Linked DNA regions of Danio rerio: all the other regions are linked to region 1. Evidence: chromatin contacts called from public Hi-C and HiChIP or PLAC-seq data. All regions are on one chromosome and are shown on one strand. Each heading gives the region's core, a stretch centred on a gene start, on an enhancer-like site or on the middle of the called end of the contact. The rest is flanking DNA. Distances are from core to core; before and after follow the strand shown.

Evidence for each region. Hi-C and Micro-C count contacts between places; a contact is called where the count stands out from the background. HiChIP or PLAC-seq counts read pairs in DNA pulled down with a chosen protein or histone mark.
Region 2: a contact with region 1 is called in a Hi-C map of hematopoietic stem cells, with 3 times the contacts expected there. The contact joins the promoter of mgrn1b here to the promoter of dnmt1 in region 1. A contact is called at or near these places in 3 of 18 Hi-C or Micro-C datasets (caudal fin, hematopoietic stem cells and an unstated tissue) and 3 of 4 datasets of contacts at active chromatin or transcription factors (caudal fin, embryo and gastrula embryo).
Region 3: an H3K4me3 HiChIP or PLAC-seq map of gastrula embryo shows a contact between it and region 1, with 8 times the contacts expected there. The contact joins the promoter of icam3 here to the promoter of dnmt1 in region 1. A contact is called at or near these places in 1 of 18 Hi-C or Micro-C datasets (caudal fin) and 3 of 4 datasets of contacts at active chromatin or transcription factors (caudal fin, embryo and gastrula embryo).

Annotation. Positions count from the first base shown.
Region 1 is chr3:57,151,097-57,156,087 of GRCz12tu, reverse strand. dnmt1 (DNA (cytosine-5-)-methyltransferase 1) reads left to right here and starts at 2,705. Exons shown (of 34, transcript NM_131189.2): 1 at 2,705-2,898; 2 at 3,493-3,535. The coding sequence starts at 2,852.
Region 2 is chr3:57,393,188-57,398,178 of GRCz12tu, reverse strand. It overlaps mgrn1b (mahogunin, ring finger 1b), which reads right to left and starts at 2,689. Exons shown (of 16, transcript NM_001144782.1): 1 at 2,092-2,689; 2 at 1,080-1,198. The coding sequence starts at 2,179.
Region 3 is chr3:57,288,347-57,293,337 of GRCz12tu, reverse strand. It overlaps icam3 (intercellular adhesion molecule 3), which reads right to left and starts at 2,847. Exons shown (of 7, transcript XR_012401252.1): 1 at 2,558-2,847.

The sequences.
Region 1 (4,991 bases), core at 1,456-3,955:
AAAAAATTGTCTCTCCAAGTACCACTAAAATGAGCAGTATTAAAATACAGTAGCGTAGTATACCCAGTAAAGCAACTCTGCAAAGTTAAAAAACGTGGCAGATTACCTCAGAAATATAGGCTATATGTCATATATGGCATATTATTTACATAATTTTTGATAAATTTTGAAATATATGTAGCATATACGTACATATTTCATTTCTCCGCGTACCATTAGTGGTACATGTACCACAGTTTAAGAACCACTGCAGTAGACAAAAGTGAATTCGTCAGACTCTTGCAAGAAATTATCAGGTTCCAACAAAGCCTGATTGGCTGGTTTAGATTTGTCAACTCACAAATTATCTCCAAATAACTCATATGACCTTCTAGGTATATTAAAATGCAAACTGTCTGCCTTCATGAGTAAACCGTTGTTTACTAAGATAATTTTATCTCTACAAAATCTGTGAAAACATATAAATCAGTGGTCTGGATTATGATTATGATTGTTTTATATAACAGACTTACTATTTTTAATATTTAACAACTCCAATACATTGCTGCTGAAAGACTTAATGATTTGAGCCTTTGGGGTTATTTATGGTCTGCTGACACCATTTAAACAACCTTTTACACTTTTAACTTGTCTTCAGAGTTTTGGTAGATTATAAGAGTGAGGTGAAGAATTTCAGCTTATTAACTATGACTTCATTCAAGCAAACCTTTAAACGTCTCTTTACAGTTTAACATGTTACTTCCAATACTCAAAGCACCATGGTGTGCTGCTGGACAAGGTTGGATTTATCAGATCTATTAGTCTATTGCGCCATCTGTTGGAGTAACATGCACTGCATAATGAGGTTTGTGATCATAGGACAAATCAAAGTAGGGAACATCAGGGGTCAGCACCATGAAGCTGAATTGGCTGGCTAGCTAGTTAATTTTCAGTTTAATTTGCACAGGGTTATTGGTAGAATGAAGGCAGCTTGACTTTAATTACTTCTTTTTTTTTGCCATATTATTATGGAGCAGCCGAGCTAAGTTAAATTTATGGTACCTAAAACCATTTTTAACTTCCACTGTTAAACATATATAACTTACATCCAAGCAGCATAAAATAAACCACAGTACATAATAATAATAATAATATTAATAATAATAATAATAGCATAAATAAAACCTTAAATCTTACTAATATAAATGAAAATAAATTTAGGGTGGTCAATCGATATGAGCTGACAAAAGTTTAGAAAGCTTTACAACACTTTTTGTTTACATCTGTTTTATAGATTTTTATAAAATGTAAAAAAAAATAATTAAATGCTTTGACACGAGGAGAAGCTTTATCAAATCTACATTTGTGAATAGAAAATTTTGCTACAATCAACATATAATTGCACAAAAATTTAATTTCTTTGTTTTTCATAAAAATATCAAATTTCACAATGTGATAGCCAAAAACAGGTATTACATTTTTTTTGTTATCGACCCCCTATATAATCTGTCCCAAAAGGATTTTAAAATAGTACAACTGTATATATATATATATATATATATATATATATATATATATATATACACATACATACATACATACATACATACATACATATATATATATATATATATATATATATATATATATATATATATATATATATATATATATATATATATATATATATATATACACACACACACACACACACACACACACACTTTCAAGCGGAAAATGCAAGCATTACTGTCTAGAATTCTAGAAAACTCATTACATGGATAAATGCCATTAATTGTTTTGAAGTGTTCTTCTTTCATTTTAGGTAACAAGGGAAGTGACAGGTATCTATTTCTTACTTCAATAGTGTCCGCCTTAGAAAATCTCTTTTCTTTTTACAGGAATAGGGAAATATTCTATTATAATATTCTATAATTGTAAGTAGAACTGAAACTTAACTAGCTAGCCAGCTAATCTGGCTTCATGGTACAGGCCCCTGTTTGGCCTAAAGAAAGATATGGGTGGTGACAGAAAAGGTGTGACTAGTCTAAAATAAAAATTTCGTTTAAGTCATATAAAGCATTCAAAGTAGACCATTAGGATATTTTTTCTATTTGACATGCCTGTTTACTGCATTTATTTATCATTCGTTGTTGTTGTTTAAGTGTCTCTATTGCATAAATAAATGTATTAACTTATTTTGAACTATGTCACAGTTTTGTTGTCGCAGACTCGCAGGAGGAGCTAAATATTTCAACAGGAAGCGTTAATGAATTCATATCTTTTATTTTTCTTTCTCTTTTCGAAGTTATCTTTCAGTTAACAACGTTAATTGTTGATCTTTTGTTAATTGTATACATGTCAACACTACTTTATGTGCTTTAAAAAAATAAAAAAAAGGAGGTAATGAAATTCATGGGCAAATATGCACCCCTGAGGCAAAGCAAATGTGGTACATCCCGTAATGGTTGAATCTCCTAAGGGGTGAACATGAAAATAAACCTTGAAATGAGCTTAATATTTGTTATTCCTTTACCCTTAACGTATACATTTAATAAACCGAATTAGACCCAGATACACTCACAACACTCTCACTGATTTATTTTAAAACGAAACACAAACGCACAACTTCTTTGACACCGTCCATCCCCGTGCTTTAAATGAATGGTAGCGTCCGACTCACCCGCGTTTCCGCGCGAAAAGGCGGCCCGCGCGTATTTCTCAGCTGCTAGCGACAATTCATAAAGCCCGTTGAGCCTCTCCAGCGCGCGCTGCAGTTGGCACTGTCACATATTAATACCCGCTTTTATCTGTTGTTGTTTTAAATCGTGTTTTTAAGTAGTCAATTCCTTTGATCAAAATCGAACTTGAAATGCCTACCAAGACCTCATTGTCTCTGCCAGAGGATGTCAAAGAACGGTATGGTGCTGTATTTGCTTTTAATGCCACTGTGATGGTCGTTTGCTCATTCGCGGGCTTTACACGCTTCGCGCTGCAGACTGATCACGTCACAAAACGGCAGTTCGGTTGTTTATGTGTGCCATTTTTAAGCGAAAAGAGATGCTGTGTTTTTATTATTGTTAGCATTTAGCCAGGCTACGAACGTTCTGCCCGCCACCAGCTCGCGTTTCGTGGGTAAAACAGGCGATTGTTTTGATGCGAACAGCCTCGCAGGTGTCAGTATGACTGCATTTGGCGCCAAATACACATGTGTCCTAGTGAAGCCCTGCCCGCCTCCTGTCTCCCTCTGCTCAATCACTGCACGAGTCATTACAGTTATACCCACGAAATACTAATGAATTCTGTGTACTTTCTTAAAGACACGATTATCTGAAGTGGTTTTCGTGAATCTGGTCTGTCCATGCGTGTTTGTTTACTCGCGTTGTCCAACAATGTGTTGAGATGAATGCGTCCAGTTCAATAAATTTTGGATTTATCAACGTTTATTAAATGTTATTTATACTTGAAGTGGTGATTGTGCAATGCTAATTGGATGTTTGTTTATTTTTCTAGGCTTCAGGTGTTGGATGAAGGTGGAGACAGTTTGTCAGATGAGGTAAACATTTACGTTACTGCGTATGAGTTCAAATGAAATTAGGTGGTTACTTATTGCATGTCCACACTAACACAAAATAACACAATCCCTTTCATTCAGAATGTACAGTTTAACCGTGTAGTTGTTGTGCATCTGGCAAAAGGCTTTCTTAAACTGTTGGCCTTTTAAACTGTATAAACAGTTTTGTAAAGAGGCTTTTGATATACAGTTTACAACATGAATCATTAATAAGAGTTTCAGTTTGTATACTTGTGCTCTTTTTCAAGGCTATTTTGTTCAAGTAGTAAGACTAATGCCTTCACTGAAAGTTCTGAGAGTGCTTTTTTTTTTTTAATTGCCTCACCAAGATTTTTTTTTTTATTGCATTTCTTATCTCCCAATGTCGCTAGTAGACAAACACAGTCCTATCTTTCAACACATCCCATAATTTCGAAAACATCAACCTCTACCAAATGGTTAATGTCAGTTTATGGTAAAACTATCGGAATAATTACATGAAATACTATTTAAAAAAAATAATTAGAAAACATGGTGCAAGACCATTTTATTTAAAAACAGTCAAAATAAAACTTTGAATACTAAATTACTTTTTAGAAGGATGCCATAAACTATTTCAGATTCTCATTTAATGTGTTTTTAGTTGTTGTTGTTGTTGTTGTTGTTTTTTTTTTCTACAATAAAATAGTGTATTATTGCAACAGGATTGATTATTTTGTTTTGTAAACCAGCAATGCTGTGCGTAAACCATTATTTTATTATTTAAAACAATTCTTTAAATAACTTTAACAGTCATTATTTAAAACAAATATGTCAAAATATGGTCAACCATTTGGTAAAGCAGGCAGTTAAAGAGTTAACAAGAGGAAATATTCACTTTGAAGACATAAAATGCATAATAAAATGGTGCCATTTGTACGTCACACATTTTACTAGCACCTTAGTTAAGGATGCAAGTAGGCCATTTTGTTACCCAAAATGTGACATGTGAAAACTGCAGCTCTCTCATTGGCTGGAGAGAATCATCAGTACTTGCGTCATTGGATTTGCTGTGTGAAATAACAAACCAGTTGAATCAGCAACAGCCACTGCCAGATTATTTCAATGAACCGTTACGCAACTTAAAATCGCTATATCATGATCAGCAGACTTTTAACGTGAAAACGCCTTTTAGTAACCTATGAAAACTCACCACATCCTGAATAACTTACCCCGTTTGTCATATTTACAGGAAAGCCTAAATGCTTTCATACATGTAGATTAATCCTAAAGTTTTAACGATTGCTGAAGGAAACGCCTTTTGCCTCATTCAAATCAAGGAAAAATTAATCATGCGTGTTGTGAACTGTACATCGGAGTGTTTGATCTACCCAGGTGAGATCACATGCGAGAGGTGAGAAAGAAAAACTTAAGACCCTTAAAGTAATAGTTAACCCAAAAAAAGTATCAACACATGACT
Region 2 (4,991 bases), core at 1,440-3,939, 240 kb before region 1:
GGCGAGATTACCGGGAGATCATCACTCGTTTGCGGGCATCCGGAGACTCGCGAAACTTCCCGCCATACTCATAATTCTCTCTTCATATAGCCGTAAGCCTATTACATATCCATAAAACACTGTGATATAACCGCGCACGGATCGGATCGCTTTCTCACTGTAATCGAACAGCTCCAGGGTTCGTTTCAATCGAGCCGAGACCACCTCAATCAAACAATCTCGGAGCGATTACTTTGGCGCGGAACAGAGTGCGATTGCCCTGTTCACATATGCCAAACGAACTGCGCTAACAGGGCAAACGAGACACGTTCCGAATAAAAAGTGTAGGTGTGAAAGCGCCCTTAGACTTTAAAACACTTGAAGAAATTAAAATCAGACGTTCTGATTGTTGTTGTCATTTTCAACTCTCTGGTCGGAGAAACTAGGTTGTTTGGAGCTGGTCTAGCATGACAGCATGACAGCACCTACTAGGGAAGTGGGTATAAAGGTAGCAAGACCCCAGTCAAATTGGTCAAATTTGGATAAACATCCTATGAATGTCACACAGAAAATATTGGCAAATAAAATTAGTTTTAATAAATCCATTTTCATCTCATCTCTCTTTAAAACAGACACCACATATACTAATATCACATTAATGATTTTTTTTTTTTTGTAATATACTGTGTGCAGCGCCACTGGCACAGTGGGTAACACAATCGCCTCACAGCAAGAAGGTTGCTGGTTCGAGCCTTAACTGGGTCAGTTGGCATTTCTGTGTGGAGTTTGCAGGTTCTCCCCGTGTTCGCGTGGGTTTCCTCAGGGTGCTCCGGTTTCCCCCACAGGTCAAAAACATGTAGTATAAGTGTAGTATAAGCTATATTATCCGTAGTGTGTGTGTGAATGAGTTTGTATAGATGTTTCCTAGTGAAGGGTTGCAGCTGTGTAAAACATATGCTGGATAAGTTGGTGGTTCATTCCGCTGTGGCGACCCAACATTAATAAAGGGACTAAGCTGAAAATAAATGAATGAATGAATGACTGTGTGCAGTCCTCATATATTTACAAGCAGAAAGTCAGAATCACTGATTTTACTGTACCTGCACTGGACGGTTGCCGAGAAAGTTGAGATCCATATTTTCCCCAAAAAGGTAACCCTCGGGATGAGGAGTGTCAAATTTTTCTCCACCCATGAAAAAGTGGCTGGCAAAATAGTTTCCTTGGGAAAAGAAAACAATAATTAACCAATATATGACACATCTAACCTAATGTTTGAACAGAAAAACACTATAAATACTGCATAATCTGTCTGGCCTTGTGTACAATAAAATAATCATAGCTGACATTCAGATTAGACAGTAGGGTTTACATAAATTTATGTAGCATTCCATAATGTTACATATAAATATAAAGTACTACTGTTATTCGTATTATGTGAATAAAAGAGTTGTATAACAATAAAAGCCTCTATTTGTATAACAATAAAAGCCTCTGACGTTTCAGTTTTAGTTTTTAAGAGAAGAACATTATTAGAAATTAAGTTTGGGACATGAATAAATAAAATGATAAAACATAGATTTATATTCTGACGCTAACTGTATTATTAATAAAATAACTGGAGGTAATATTGATGCATTGATAATTGTTTAATAAGTAAATCATTATTATTTATGTACTTTATTTATGTAGGACCATGGTTCTGTGAGACACGACTTGTCATTTCACTTTATGTCAACACATGCAGCGGAACAACAAAGCTCAACTTAAACTAATATTCTTGGTTGTAAGTGCAATTATTCTTATATTTGTAATTAATTTATATTTTCACTTCAAATAAGCCATTTTAATGTAGTTAAAGGTGTCTATTTTAAAATCCAACATCTGCTACTGGATACTAGTCAAATGTACTCTAATAGCCACTGTATGAATTATACTCTACTAATCATACTATAATTGACTTAACTTTTAGAATCACATCTGGTGAATCAATTGACAGCAATTGATTGACTAATTTATTATTATGGATATTAATCCAACTTATCTGAGATGATGAGTGTTTAACTCACAATGCAAGAGAAGACCAACAGCAGCTTTTATCAGCCTTAACGTTACCTGATTTTGGAGGATATCTGTATGCAGAATTGGCCTGGATGTCGATGTCTTCAACACCAGCGATTCTTCGACTGAGAATTGAACCCATTTCTCCAACTCAATCCGATCAGCACTAACGACAGCGGTTATTAATGGTGTACAACAACAGCTAGCCAGCTAATCGTAGCTGCGTAATGTCAGCAACGCTTCCGAACCGACTGCTTGTTCAATTTAACATGGCATGTAGTTAATTGACATTTCTTCTCTTCGGAGTCGAATCTGGTACAGTCGTGTTTATATGATGTTCAGTTCAGTCAGCTGGATCAGTCTTGACACTGGCTAACTGACTAGCAAGTCAGCATCTAGCCAGTTAGTTCATCTGTCACGAGCAGAGACTCAATAAAACAAGATGCAAAGAAGCACACCAGAAATAACAGTAAACTCTAAAAAGCAAGGTAAATGAGGCGAGGGAAGGATTTTGTCGTCTGGTTTGTTTTCGATTTAAAAGCAGCAGCTCCTTCGTGAAAACACAACACAAGGAAATCGTTGTTGCGATGCTTCCCTGCGAAAGTTGTAGCATATCGCCTCGTGATTGGCTGAGCTCGTCATGAGACCTATGAGCTCGACCAATCAGAAGAGCCTGAGCTTTTGTCACTGCGACCGCGAGAATCCTTTCATTGTGGTCAAGAAGATGGTATATTTTATATTTAAAAAAATAATTAATTCTTTGGCTGCCATAACTTTTAAGAAACAAGGCAAGGACAAATATTATCTAATACATTTATTTATTTTTCCTGAAAAATTATTTTTGCAGAAATGTAACTTTCAAGATGCTAAACCCTATTTCCTCTTTAGTTTTCTGTTGTTTGTGTATTTTTCTACCTCAATACTCTTCTTACATCCTACAATTTCAAAGCCCTCAAAACTGTCTTGTTATGTCATTCTCATAATATTTTCCTAACTATATAACTTATACCTTTATACTTAATTGTTTTTGCCCCTGAAATTGTTTATCAGTTGTACACACTTTTTCATTTTGTTTTATGTGTATTCTTTATGAAAATCAATAAAAATATATATTATAGTAATACAAAAGATTTGAGACATTAAAAAATATATATCTATTAAATCCAAAATGGTGACCATAATGAGTAATAATTACAGTTAGCCTATTGCATACGATGCCCATATTCTGAAACGGAGGGTTTCTTGTAGGCTACTAAAATGAAATATGTGCATTATTATGTTTGACTGGTAAAACAATTATCTAAAAAGCACAATTAATATTAACATTAAATAGAAATCACACAAATATTCATTCATTTTCTGCTGCTTCTCCAGGGCCGGGTCACGGGGGCAGCAGTCAATCCAGCGTGTCCTGAGTCTTCCCCGAGGTGGGACATACCTGGAACACCTTCCTAAGCATCCAGGAGGCATCCAAAACAGATGCCCGAGCCACCTCAGCTGACTTCTCTCGATGTGGAGGAGCAGAGGCTCTACTCAGAGCTCCTCCTGGGTGTCAGAGCTTTTCACCCTATACGAGTGGCCCTGCCACCCTTCGAAGGAAATTCATTTTTAGCGCTTGTATTCGAGATCTTGTCCTTTCGGTCATGACCCAAAGCTCATGACCACAGGTGAGAGTAGGAACGTAGATTGACAGGTGGAGAGCATTGCTTTTCGCTCTGCTCCTTCTTTACCACAACGGACCGGTACATCGACCGCATTACTGCTGCCACTGCACCAATCAGCCTGTCAACAGAGATTACACAAATATATTTATTATATTTATAATGATGACAAACACTCGTGACAAAATTAAAACAAATATAAATGAGATTGAGTTGTATTTAGTATTTAAATTTTCAGAAATAAAGTGCTTATTTTACTTTTGCTACAATGACTAATACTTTAATAGTTGTTTTATGCGTGAGAGTGGATCTTAGGTTTATTATTTTTCACTTATTTTCAGCACATTTTAGGCCTTTTCTCAACAAATGTAATTGTCTGTATGTTTGATGTTTGTTGCCATGTTTTAGTGTACTAGTGCTGTTTTGAATATGAGGCAAATTAATCCTGGTTTATGTACAAAGATGTTTTTTTACATAGAAAATATATTAACTGCAAGTAAAGTGTTTACTAAAATATTTAAAATAACTTTAAAAGATCAAAAGCGTGAGTGAATTGTTCCATCGTCACTGAGACTATAACAACACACAACAACAATAATTGATCAACTAAATGTTATTGCATTTTGAATAAATATTTTAATGTCTAAATGTCCTTCTGACAAATAGATTAAACCTGTTATTTTGTGGGGAAAAAGTGTATTTACTGATAGTGTAAAATAAAAAAAAAATCCTAATGACAATGAATTAGTATTTTTAGAATGCATTATCATATGATGTGTCATCAAATGTTTCTGATTTCCTGTTGTGAAAAAATAAATAATTAAAATAAAATAAATTACCTTAAATAACAAAATAGTCAATAACAAAAATTAAATAGAAGATGACAAATGATGATGACTCTATATTAACTAGATACAGTGACGTGAGCTTGATGCACGGCGTGTTTGTGGGAATTTAACATTTTTATATTCATGCAAAACCACCATGTCTTTACACCAGGGGTGTCAAACTCAATTCCTGGAGGAAATTTAAGCCCTGCTTCAACACACAGGTAACAAAGGGTTGCAACTAAACTGTGCAGAGCTGCGGCACTTGAGAAACTGAGTTTGACATACACCATCTAGGCCAGGGGTTCCCAAACTTTTCAGACTGCGACCCTAAAATAACAATGCCAGTGACTCGCGACCTCCAATATCCTCAAGGGAGGTTATAAATATAGAAACCTTGCATGTACACCACACCTACTTCAATACACACCCACACCAATAGGTCCAAGTCTATTCTTCTTTTTTT
Region 3 (4,991 bases), core at 1,598-4,097, 140 kb before region 1:
TACTCTACAAACTGCTTAGCAACACCTTAGCAACCACCTGGAGAACCCTAGCAACCACCTAGCAACGCCTTAGCAACCACTTAAAACATCCAAGCAATGACTTAGCAACTACATTGCAACCACTCAGGACACCCTAGCAATGCTTTGACAACTGCCGAGCAACCACTCAGACCACCCTAGCAACCAACAAACAATGCCTTAGCAACCATTCAGAACAACTAAGCAACTGCCTAGCAACCACGCAGCAACAACCAAGCAACAGCCTAGCAATGCCTTAACAACCACCTAGTAACCACTCAGAACACCCTAGCAACATCTTAGCAACCACCTAGCAACACCTAAGCAACCACTCAGAACACCCTAGCAACCATTCAGAACATCCTAGCAACCACTTAGCAACACCTTTGCAACCACTAAGAACCCCTATCAACTGTCTAACTAGAAACCTGCTTACCTATTTGTAGTTATGACTGTTTTAAACTTCTTCAAATCTACTTTAATTATTTAAACTTTAAAACTACTTTAAACTTTCAGACGAGGCATTCTCAAACACCATAAAGTTTGTCTATAAATTTGACTTTTCTGGTTTTTTAGCATATCAGTTACAGATTATAGCTGAGATCTTGTGTCAGAATTGGTCAAATAACCACATGATGTTATTAACGCTGTCACAATAATAAATGTATCAACTTATTGCATAGTACATGAACACAACGTCAATAATTTTTGATAACGCAATATATATCATCCATCGATGTCAGGAATAATCTCTAAAAAAGGCAATTTTGGAGTTTTGCTGATTTTTAAAATATCACGTAATCAATAATAAAAACTTACACACTTCATATGCATTAATATTTTCCTCCATGGTATAAGGTAAGATTTTAGGAGCCAACATTAAAAAAAAAAGTATGTATATATATATATATATATATATATATATATATATATATATATATATATATATACACACACACACACACACACACACATATATATATATATGTGTGTGTGTGTGTGTGTCAAAAAAACGAATATATTTAGCTTTTGTCACAGTTTACACGCTTTAGGAACCTAATTTTAATGGACATATATTAACTTCTATTGACAAACGACTACTGTATAAAACACTGATCCCTATCTGGGGAGACTCACAAATGGTAATAATAAATGTTTATTATGCGAGTTATATTTTCGAAAATCACAATTGCATCATCATCATCATCATTATCATTTTCATTCGCTTATCCGGGGCCGGGTCATAGGGGCAGCAATCTTAGGAGAGAAGCCCAGACTTCCCTCTCCCCAGACACTTCTTTCAGCTCCTCTGATATAAGTTATAAATATATAAAAAATGTAATAATAATTATATTAGAAGGATTTATTGGTCAGTGTTCCTTCAGCCATCGTTTGGAGATCTCATTTCAAGATGTCAACTGGAATGAGACTTAAGATCTCCAGAAGTTTTTGTATAACAAATAAAAGTAGATATCATTTAAAACTGTTCATCGTTCTGATGAATGTGCTTTCTGTAATGCTAAAGAAGAGAGTATTGCTCATTTATTTTATGATTGTATTTATACACAATTATTTTGGTGTGCTTTTTTCTTTTTAGTTAAGCAGAGAATGAATATTGAATTGCAATTCAAAGATAAGTTTTTTTTTATGAGAATGCTGTTGATTTAAAAACCTGGTATATTGCTAATTTGCTCATTATATGGAACATTTTTTATTCATAAATGTAAATGGGCAGTGAAAACACTTTCACTCACTTTAAAATAGAAGGTAATTTACCTGTGTACAATAAAATATTAATTATCTTAAAGCCTTAAATCTACTATTTGAATAATTGTATTTTTTTATATTTCTTATCGTATTTATTTTGATATCAATTTAATGTTATGTTATTGCCCTTGTATCTGTGTTCTAAATTGCAATAAAAAAAGCGAAAGGGATCTAAAGGAAACTTTTTATAATGAAATGGTATCGCGCCCCCTTCTGGAATTTGAAGACAATATTTAGACTTCAACATTTACTGAGCAGAGTCGTTCGGTGCCAAACACAAGAGAGGGAGAGAAAACACGACGTTACATACCTTGTTTTCAGCTTCTGTAAAGTTAAAATCAGCCTAGCCTACACAACTTTGCGTCTAAAACCACCAGCTTTAAACTTCAATAATCGTATTTTCACTTGACGTGTACATGTTCGCCTGATGGTGTAACCATGGCAACATGGCTTAAAATACACAATTAGACAGGTAAATAAACTTAATCTATATATAAAATCTGAGCCACGATAGTAAATGTATCGCCTATTCTCTCCATCACCGGCTAACGGGACTTTCAGCCAAGTTTCTCTTTCGGTCCGGTACTTACATAGACTCTTTCTCTTTGTTAGACGTGAAAGCTATCAAATGAAGTGCCATTATGGATTACTAGCGTTATTTCTGTATTCCAAATTCATCCACAGTTGTTCGGGTTAAACCGGTAACATGCAAAACAAAGTGGCGCAGTTATTCTCTAGCAAATGTAAACAATTAGAAAGCGCTTAACGTTACCTGCAACTAGTGAGAGAAAACAAATTCCGAGTAGTCCTATATGGGACATCCGTGAAGATTTGCCGAGAAAGAACGACCCTTTCTGCATTTTCAAACTAGGTTCAGCTCGAGTCCTGGGCTTTAGTATTGTCCTGTCACTGTTGTAGATCTGGTTACACTTCGACCACTGAGAGAATAAAAGTGAGAGTGAGCAGCGGTTTAATCAGCGGAACTGCCCCTTCCCTTGTGTAGACGAGCTGTAATGAAGATTACTGGAATGTCCCGTACTCTTAGGGGAGCAGCAACTGACTAAACTAAAACTCCGTAGCTCCTTCTTATTTCACGGTATTTCACTTCCAGTTTTACATTCACATGACCCACCGTCACACTGGAAATCACCAGAAATTCAGCAAAGCTTATGATTTGTCATGAAGAGGATAGTTCACTAATTACTACACTACTACACAACGAATAACTTACACTAAAAATGCTGGTTTATTTAATTCCAAATTTGGTAAAATATGGGCAAACTCAAACGATATGGTTTACATTTGGTCATTGAATCGCCAACTTATCCAGCATGTCTTACACAGCCAGATGCCCTTCCAGCTGCAACCTACTGGGAAACACCCATCCATTCTCACATTCACACAAACACCCATAAACAATTGCCAATTTAGTTTATTCAATTCACCTACATCGCAGTCCACCTATACTGCCTTTGGACTGTGAGGAAAACGGGAGCACCTGGAAGAAACCAAAGCCAACATGCAAACTCCATACAGAAACGCCAACTGGCCCAGCCGAGAGTTGAACCAGCGACCTTCTTGCTGTGAGGCAACAGTGCCAACCACTGAGCCATCGTGAAACCCAAATAGAAGTTTCGAACAAAAACATAATTATTACATCCGTGTAAATGTGTCTCCCACCCCAAATCATGAAGCATTTCAGCAACCAAATCAGATTATTAAAAATTAAGTTCATTGCATTCATTATTTTTTGTTGTAAATCAACGTAATTTCAGATAAAAACTAATTATTTACAACGTAGAGATCACTTTAAGATAAAAAATGTGGAAAAGAAGACTGAATGATTAAAGAAAAAGAAAGTAAAATAATAAATTAACAAATAGAAATACAATGAAAAAGGCTGGAATTGCTCACCACTTTCAAATCCCTAAATGCACCATTGCCTAAACTAGTTTTGTTTGCTGACACCAAGAACAAAATGCTTACTTATTACAAATTAACACTTAGGCGCAGTGGCCCAGTAGGTAGTGCTGTCGCCTCAGAAGGTTGCTGGTTCAAACCTCGGCTCAGTTGACATTTCTGTGTGGAGTTAGCATGTTCTCCCTGCATTCGCGTGGGTTTCCTCTGGATACTCCGGTTTCCCCCACAGTCCAAAGACATGCGGTACAGGTGAATTGGGTTGGCTAAATTGTCCATAGTGTGTGTGTGTGTGTGAGTCTGGATGGTGATGTTTCCCAGAGATGGGTTGCGGCTGAAAGGGCATCCGCTGCGCTAAAACGTGCTGGACAAGTTGGTTTATTCTGCTGTGGCGACCCGGATTTATTAAGGGACTAAGCCAACAAGAAAATGAATGAATGAAAAATATAAACTTTCTTTAACTTGTCCAATTTTTTAAAACACAAATGCTATATCAATGCTCTGCTCAGCGTCCTGTTCATATATATATAAAAAGACCAACCTTGTATTCCAAACCATTCATGAATTACAGGCATTTATCATATGCTGGAAATGAGGAATGACAGTTAATGGTGTTAATCAGTGTTGGCCCGATAACAGCTTCAGTGTTAACTGATTTACCGTCTGCATAATTTACAAACAATCTAATAATAAACTCATAATAAAGCATAAATAAAAAATCAATTAATTATTCAACAAGTTCTGATTAATTCCTAAGAATATGTGAATAAAATAATGACCCACAAGGATCAGGAAATAAAGGAAACTCAGTGAGAAGCTGATAAGAAGCCAGGAAGCAGTGAAGTATCTGAGATTGTGGGAGTGAAGTATCAGGTTCTCACTGAAGAACAAAACTCCCTGTGTATTTTAGTGGACAGGGGGAACTTAATAACTATGCTAAGAAGCAGATTTGCACTTTGTCTTTTCTGTCTTTTGTTTTTCTTAACTTGATCATTTGTTTTATATATTAATATTTCATTTATATATTAATATTTCATTTATTTCATATATGAAGTCTCCACTTCACTTCCTAATCTGCAATTGCCTCTTTGAATATCACACTAACTGTACAAAAAAAATAAAAAATACTAATACTACTAATACTTCCCATCTTAGACTTTACAGACCTGAAACTTGCCTATAGCACTTATTCATTGTTGCTCTTAGTTGTGTAAATTGCTTCCTTGTCCTCATTTGTAAGTCGCTTTGGATAAAAGCGTCTGCTAAATGACTAAATGTAAATGTAATAT